Regions from separate parts of the Mus musculus genome. Here all the other regions are linked to region 2. A link is a contact called in public Hi-C and targeted proximity ligation data. All regions are on one chromosome and are shown on one strand. The core of a region is the stretch at or near the end of the contact, and the rest is flanking DNA. Distances in the headings are between cores, read along the strand shown. Region 1 overlaps C330002G04Rik (a long non-coding RNA gene). Region 2 has its middle 4.0 kb from the start of Gm34012. Region 3 holds the start of Klf9 (Kruppel-like factor 9).

Region 1 (2,772 bases), core at 47-2,546, 460 kb before region 2:
CCAGGGCAGAGACAGAAGAGCTCTGGGATTTGTTGGCTATCAGCTTAGTTCAGTTCAGTGAGTTTCTGCCTTGAGGAAATAAGGCTGAGAACAATGGAATAAGAACCCCAAAGTCCTCCTCCAGTTTCAGCAAATGCCTACCATACACACATACACACATGCCCCATACACATACCACACACAACTCACAACACAACATACTTACACATACCACACACCACTACACACACACCATACAGATACCACATGAATACATACCACACCACACACTCACACTATATACACTCACACTAGACATACACACACCATACACACATATCATACACACCACACACATGCTACACACACACACACACACACACACACACACACTATACACACACCTCACAATGGAAGGATAAAGAAGAGAACCAACAAACTTTCGAAGTTAAGAGTATAGCTTAGCCAGGCAGTGGTGGCGCACGCCTTTAATCCCAGCACTCGGGAGGCAGAGGCAGGTGGATTTCTGAGTTCGAGGCCAGCCTGGTCTTCAGAGTGACTTCCAGGACAGCCAGGGCTACACAGAGAAACCCTGTCTTAAAAAAAAAAAAAAAAAGAGTATAGCTTAGTGAGAAAACACTTAAAACTCAGGGCCAAACACTGACAGTTAAAGTGCATATTAACTGTATCAAACAGAAATGAGAAGCAGAAAGTAGTAGTGGTGGAGACAGAGGAGGAGGAGAAGGAGGGAAGAAGTATGTACTAAGCTCCAACAGACCAAGCTAAAAAAAAAAAATCAAAATGGAGTCACTCCTATTAAACCAAGCTAAAACTAAGATGCCTATCTGAATTTCTGAAAATCAGGATTAAAGAGGCAGAGTACAGGGGGCTGGAGAGATGGCTCAGCAGTTAAGAGCACTGACTGCTCTGCCAGAGGTCCTGAGTTCAATTCCCAGCAACCACATGGTGGCTCACAACCATCTGTAATGGGATCTGATGCCCTCTTCTGGTGTATCTGAAGACAGCTACAGTGCACTCATATAAATAATAAATAAATAGGTGGAGTCCAAATGTCCCAAACAGGACAGTGTCTGTCTGCACTATAATAAAATCCTCCAGGTTTCATCCTCACACAAAAGAAGTGACCTGAAATAGCCTGGTGTCGACCAAGCATTGCTTTCTTGCTGCCGTTTCCCTGTCCCTGCCTTAGAAGGAAAGTAACTTTGGAATGACCCATCCACTTCAGGTTCTGTTTCTGTTATTGTCACTTCTCTTCTATCTGCAAAACCAACCTCTTCTGCTCTGGCTGTTGCAACACTCGTTCAGTTTTATGGAATGAAGTGTTGCCCAATTTCCGAATCAAAACTTCAGATCTTCAAGTTGTAATCTTATCCTTTGACAGCAGTTTTCGTGCCATAGACTTCCCACGCTCACAAGCAACAAAAATGCCTTTCTCCCAACTCAGGGCCTGGGAAGTCCAAGTTTAGGGAGCTGGCAGAATCAGGAGGGGAGGGGGAGGGCCAGCTTGCTGGCCAACAGATAGCCATCTTTTGCTGTGTTCTCACATTGAGAGAGAGAGAGAGAGAGAGAGAGAGAGGGGGGGAAAGAGAGAGAGAGAAAGGGAAGGAAGGAGAAAGAGAGAGGGAGAGAAGGAAGGAAGGAAGGAAGGAAGGAAGGAAGGAAGGAAGGAAGGAAGGAAGGAAGGAAGGAAGGAGAAGGGAAGGAAAGAAAGACAGAAAGGAAGGGAGGGAGAGAGGAAGGAAGGAAAGAAGGAATGAAGGGAGGGAGGGAGGGAGGGAGGGAGGAAGGAAGGAAGGAAGGAAGGAAGGAAGGAAGGAAGGAAGGAAGGAAGGAAGGAAATGAACTCCCTTGCCTCACATGGGTTTTAACTCATGATTTAAGGTGCCAGAAGTTTGTAATCACATAACACTCTCACTGAGTCAGTAGATCCAGGTCCTTTGGGTCACGAATTTACAGAACGAAACTCACAGACCACAGAAGGGCAAGTTTTAGCAAGAAGTCATATTACAGGATTGTAGGTGGGAGTTAAGAGAACGCAGGAAGGCAGAGTTCCTACATAGCACAGGTGGGTCCAAAACCAAAGCCAAGACAACAAAAGCAGGGTCCCACTAGGCTTTCCATGGGCCTTATGGCAGACACTGGGGGTGAGGCATGGGGAGATGAGCTGTCCAAGCTAGCCGGTCCATCCACAGGCGTCCAGCAGCGTCTCAGTTCCATACACATCCTCACGTATAATTTCCAGGCAGGCATGTTCATTTAGAACAAGAAAGATAAGAAGAAACTGGAAGATGAACCAGAGCCTCCATCTGGCATTCCTTGCAAGAAAACCAAGGGCATTTCCTTCTAGCTTCTGGCCAAGGATAAGACACGGAACTGCGGCTTTCAAGCCCTCTGCTCTGAATAGACTGGCCTCTCTCTAGGTCCCTTTCTCATCATAAGGGACCTAATCCTAACTGCAAGGACTGTCCCCTACTGACATCATCATTTCCTGAAGGCCAACACCTTAGGATTAGGATTTCAATATACGAACTCAGAAGGGGGCCAGCATGTTAGCATTTTGTCTAAGCTCCACAGTTACCTGGCAACAGCCAGGTATGCCTGACTCACTATAAAAGGGGCTGCTTGCCCCCCCCCCCCCCGGCTCTCTCTTGCTCTTGCCTTCTTGTTTCCTCTCTGTCCTCTTCCCCCTTTTCCCCTCTCTCCCCTGTCCCTGCCCCCTCTCCCTCCACATGCTCATGGCCAGCCTCTGTTCCTTTAATCCTTCACTTCTCT
Region 2 (2,726 bases), core at 203-2,702:
CTTCTGACAAATGGAGATTCTCCAGATACTTAAAAGTTATACTCATATAAGAATCTAACAAGGCCTAGGAAATAGGGGGGCATTCTGCTTAGAGCAGAACCCCCTGGTGCTAGCCTTCACAAGGCTCAAAGGAGTAGCATTAGGGTGTGAAATCCTTACCTGTCATTAAGCTGACCCTATGCAGGACGGCTTTATCTTTACTGTAAACATTTACCTGGTTCCTGTAAGTCCCTTTGTAGTCACTCCTTTGTTTTGTGTCAGGCAACTTCAATGTACTTTGCCTGCTGTGACTTCCTACCCCTTTTATTTTCTGTACTATATAAGACTGGTGTTCACTTTGTGACAAGACATTCAGGTTCTACACAATCTCTCCTGTTGGTCTGTCTGTCACCCACCGACTCCTTGCCCATCTGCACCCAGAGACCAGTTCCATGCAGACAAAGGGACCCAGAGGGTCTGCAGCAAGATTCCAAGTGTTTGTGTAGCTCTTGTGATTTCTCTCACTTTTGTGATTTCTAGTTTTATTTTACTGTGATCTGATAAGAGTTAAGTTATTTCAATTGTTTCATATTTTTAAGACTTGATTTGGGACCTAGACTATGATCCGTCTTAGAGAGGGGCCCATGGGCTTCTGGGAAGGATATGCTCAGCACCTTTTTCTAAACATGGGGCAGCAAGACTGCTGTTAGATGAAAAGGAGACAATGGAGGTGGGTCTTGGGGCTGCCTTGGCTCTAGCTGTGGAGTTCATTAGTGGAAAGTACTGTAAGGTGCAGTAGTTGGAGGAAAATGGCCCCCAGAGACTCAGACAATGGCATTAATAGAAGGTGTGGCCTTGTTGAAGTAGGTGTGGCATTCTTGGAGGAAGTATGTCATTGGGGGTAGGCTTTGAGGCCTCAGATACTCAAGGCAGGTCCAGTGTGGCAGTCTCTTCCTGCTGCCTGCTGATCCAGAGGTAGAATGCTCAGCTACCTCTCCAGCACCATGTCTGCTTGCACTCCACCATGCTTCCTGCCATGACAGCAATGGACTAAATCTCTGAGCTGTAAGCCAGCCCCAGTTAAATGTTTTTCTTTATAAGAGTTATGGTATCTCTTCACAGCAAAGAAAAACCTAACAGGAAGGGATTCACAAGAAGAGTACAGAATCATTGAGCTAAAGAGACAGAGTTGAAGAATGACTGTGGTGACAAAGATAGCTGGACAGAGACAGAACTCCAGATACCTACTCGACATTCGTCTTGAGTCATGGAGAATCTTAAGCCTGGGGTTTATAAGGAAGATGGGTGTTGAGCTCATCTTCTCCCCACTGGATTTCTGCAGACCCCATCTTTCACAATAAATAGGTGTGATCTGTTTGTTTTCCATTTTGGGAGTTTTTCAGATCAGCAGGGCCTCTGGACAGCTGCCCACTCTAGCTTGTTCATTGTGAAATTAGTCAGGAACCTCACATGGTCAAAGTAAACAATGACAAGAATAGACTGGGGAAGCAATGAGCCTCCTCCTTAAGACCTGTGGGACTGGGAGTGACTAAGTGACCAAGATTAGATGTGTAAGAACACAAATCTCTACTTATCAGCATGCAACCAGCCATCCCTTATGCAATCCTCCCCTAAATCAACTTGCCCACAAAACAGCCCCATGCTCCACCACCAGCCAGCCAGCCCAGCACCTTCCTTTTTAACTAATTGCTTTCCATTGAACAGCAAGCAGACTAAGGTCTTGTACTGGGCAACAAAGTGAATGTTGTCCAGTATATTACTCAAATCACACGTTTGCTTGAATTAGGTCAAGCAAAGAATGGATGAGGGGAAAACTGGGCAATTTCTATAGCTTACACTGTCTGGAGACATTGATGTAACCATCAGTCAAAATAGAGTACTTAGGTAATCTGTTAAAACCTCAGAAATATCACAGCTTAATGGAAAGACAAACCAGCTATAAGAAAGCTTACTTCAAATCTCTCCAAATGGATCTTTAAGCCTTAGAAGGAAGAAGGACTCAAGATGAACTAGAGTCTTATATTAAAGAAGAAGAAGAAGGAGAAGGAGAAGGAGAAGGAGAAGGAGAAGGAGAAGGAGAAGGAGAAGGAGAAGGAGAAGAAGAAGAAGAAGAAGAAGAAGAAGAAGAAGAAGAAGAAGAAGAAGAAGAAGAAGAAGAAGAAGAAGAAGAAGCAAAGCCAGTTGTTATAGAGTACTTCTGTAACCCTAGCACTCTGCTGAGGCAGGAGGATTGTTACATTTGAGTCCAGTTTGAGATATACTGTGAGATCCTATTCCAAGAAAAGAAAAGGACAGAAAGGAAAAGAGGAAAAGAAGGAAAGTAAAAAGGAGGAAGAATAGGCTGGCAAGCAAGGTGAGGATGCCTGCTGCCAGTCTGACAACCTGAGTTTGATTACTGAAACCTACCACATGATGGAAAGAGAGAAGCTGCTCATTGTATTCTGACTTCCATACTTGTATTGTGGCACACCAGCATTTACACACACACACACACACACACACACACACACACACACACGAAAGAAAGTAATAGGTAGGGAAAACAGCAGCAAAATGTAATTTTGCTCACTAGTAAAGAAGAAAGGTAAACACCAGGCCCAGCCAATGGGTAACCTGCCTGTAAGATTCATAGGTATAATAGTTAGACAAAGCTTGCGGGAGTAACCAACCAATCTCTGATTAGATTTGTAATGGCTAAAAGAAATTCCATTCTGTGCTCAGCATCC
Region 3 (2,739 bases), core at 106-2,605, 350 kb before region 2:
GATGGAAAACAACCCAGCACTCATCTCAGGAAGAAGCACACTGAGTTCATCAGACTCCCAACCCCACACTAATTGTTGACCAAGTAAAGCCACAAGATTCAGTTGTTAAGGCTCTCTGGATGATTCCAGTTCTCAGGACTATTTAACACAGTTAATATTTCACAGGGGTGGCTCCTCTAAAGCAGAGTCAGGAATCGGGAACCCTGTGCTTTTTTTTTTTTTTTTTTTTTTTTTTTTTGAGTTCTGCGGTCGTCTACCTGATAAGGTAGACCAGTCTTGTTCTCTACAATTGTGAAGCAAGAGGAAGGAAAGGCTTGCCCAGCAGGAACAGGGAGGAGTCCCTACAAAGAAAAGGATTTTTTCAAGTTATGCAAATGCAATGTCTTATTGGTCTCAGTTTATGGGTTAAGATAGCTTCAAGACAGAGCGAATTTAGAGTCAAAGGCGCCCAAGGAAGTAGGAGGTTTAGCAAAATGCCAAGATGGCGGTGCTTTTGTGTAAGAACCATTTAATACGGAACCGGATCTTTTGTTAGCTGTGAAAAATTTTAGATGAATTTCTCTTGGTTAATGTGTGGGGTGAAAGAACTTTTAAACATCTAAGTGCTGCATTCCAAACAAGAACGAATTGATGCTGTCTCATCCGAGTCTGTCCTTGGACAACGTGGCCTGCCATATCGAGGGTTTAAAATTTGACTCACACTTAGTTTATTAAGCACCCCGTCCTTCCATCTATATTTTAGAGTTAGCACCAGCAACACAAATATGAAAAGATCTGTCCGATTCACTTCTGCTCCGCAGGTTTACAAGTGTCGGGCGCTTCCTTTTGGAACGCCCTTCTGATTGGCTGAGCCAATGCCAGTGACATCAACCAACTTACTTTTGATTGGAAGCCTGGTTGCTGGGACTGTAGCGTTTGCAGGAAGTCACTTAACTGTTTGAGGGCTGGGAACCCGAAGTTGAAGTTCTGTTTCGTCCCTAGGGATGGGCGTAACTGCCTAGGGGAGAAGCGTTCCCAAGCCACGCCAGCTGGCACGTGGGCCGGGAGGCGTAGGCGCGCGCGCGGTCTGGGCGGCATCTGCGGGGATGCGCAGCCGCTGGTTGCCGGGCTCCGAGCAGTTTCCCTTTTAAATGTCAGCGTTCGGGGCTGGAGGGGCAGCACGCGGCGGCGGAACGGAACGGTCGGATTGGCCGCGCGCCGTAGTTCTAGACGCACCTCTCCACCGAAGGGCCCTTCTGACTGGCAGGGGGAGAAAGTAAACAGAGTTGAATCACCCTCCCCACTGGCCAATTGGAGGGGGCCTGGATTGTGACGTGATGGGATTCTGCGAAATTGTTACTGAGCTGGAGAATGCCGGAGAGGCGCGGCGCGGCAGGACCAGGGGCTCAGCGGCCGTCGGCGGACGCGGGAAGAAGTGTCTCGTAGGCGCGGAGCCCCACTCAGCCCCGGCCCCCCTCGTCCGCGTACTCGGCTGATGCCCCGGGGCGTCAGCTCGGCGGAGAGGCGGTCGAGGACGTGCGCCTGGCTCGCAGTTGGCTTTCTCTGGGACTCCGACACGTTTGCAGTCGAATAAACTTGCGACCGCCACGTGTGGCATCTCTCCGAGGAGGGCGCGCCCATCGTGGGATCGCGCGGGGCGCCGGGCAGGGCGGCGGCGACAGCGGCGGAGCCGGCCGCGGCTGCTGCGTGCGGAGGCGCTGCCGGTTACGTAAAGATGAGGGGCTGAGGTCGCCTCGGCGCTCCCGCGAGTCGCAAGCTCCCGCGCCCCCGCCCCCTCGGCCGCGCCGCACCGCGCTCGTCGTCCGAGGCCAGGGCAGGGCTAGCCGAAGCTCCGCAGCCACCTTCAAGTTTGGCCGCACCGCCCGGGCTGCCGTCGCCCGCACCATGTCCGCGGCCGCCTACATGGACTTCGTGGCTGCCCAGTGTCTGGTTTCCATCTCCAACCGCGCCGCCGTGCCGGAGCACGGGGGCGCTCCGGAAGCCGAGCGGCTGCGACTACCTGAGCGCGAGGTGACCAAGGAACACGGTGACCCGGGGGACACCTGGAAGGATTATTGCACGCTGGTCACTATCGCCAAGAGCTTGTTGGACCTCAACAAATACCGACCCATCCAGACCCCCTCGGTGTGCAGCGACAGTCTGGAGAGTCCCGATGAGGATATAGGATCCGACAGCGACGTGACCACCGAATCTGGGTCGAGTCCTTCCCACAGCCCGGAGGAGAGACAGGATTCTGGCAGCGCGCCCAGCCCACTCTCCCTCCTCCACTCTGGAGTGGCTTCGAAGGGGAAACACGCCTCCGAAAAGAGGCACAAGTGCCCCTACAGTGGCTGTGGGAAAGTCTATGGAAAATCCTCCCATCTTAAAGCCCATTACAGAGTGCATACAGGTTAGCGGCGTCGCCTCTCCCCCGCTTCGGGCTTTAGCTAACCTTTGGCCGGCCAGCATTCCTGGGCGCCCAGGACACCGCACTCGGCCTAGAGGCTGCAAACATTTTGGAGAAGATGCTGCTTAACTCCTGCACTCTCTCCTTACTTGGCTCCAACCTTTAGGAGCCACCCGAACCCACCCCCACCCCCCCAACCGCCGCTCTGAGCAAGTGGCTTGCGTGGCTCGGCCTGGAGCCGGCCCGCCCCTCCCTTACCCGCCCCGCCCCCGGGACTCCGTACCCCGCCGCTGCGGGGTCGCCCCACCTGGGGAGACGCTGGGGGGTAGGGTAGTCAAATGGCGCAGCTTTTA

What was found. A called contact is a pair of places that touch in the nucleus more often than the background predicts.
Region 1: a contact with region 2 is called in a Hi-C map of liver, with 4 times the contacts expected there. A contact is called at or near these places in 1 of 484 Hi-C or Micro-C datasets (liver) and 1 of 9 other capture datasets (embryonic stem cells).
Region 3: a contact with region 2 is called in a targeted proximity ligation map of extraembryonic endoderm stem cells. A contact is called at or near these places in 7 of 39 promoter capture datasets (3T3-L1-derived adipocytes, the HPC-7 cell line, cranial neural crest and 3 more), 2 of 484 Hi-C or Micro-C datasets (both in liver) and 1 of 130 datasets of targeted methods (extraembryonic endoderm stem cells).

Annotation. Positions count from the first base shown.
Region 1 is chr19:23,027,120-23,029,891 of GRCm38.p6, forward strand. The region is part of intron 5 of C330002G04Rik (a long non-coding RNA gene); the gene reads right to left. Among named protein-coding and RNA genes, the nearest start is that of C330002G04Rik, 47 kb to the right of the region's middle.
Region 2 is chr19:23,491,354-23,494,079 of GRCm38.p6, forward strand. No RefSeq gene overlaps it. Among named protein-coding and RNA genes, the nearest start is that of Gm34012, 4.0 kb to the right of the region's middle.
Region 3 is chr19:23,139,871-23,142,609 of GRCm38.p6, forward strand. Klf9 (Kruppel-like factor 9) reads left to right here and starts at 1,356. Exons shown (of 2, transcript NM_010638.5): 1 at 1,356-2,389. The coding sequence starts at 1,885.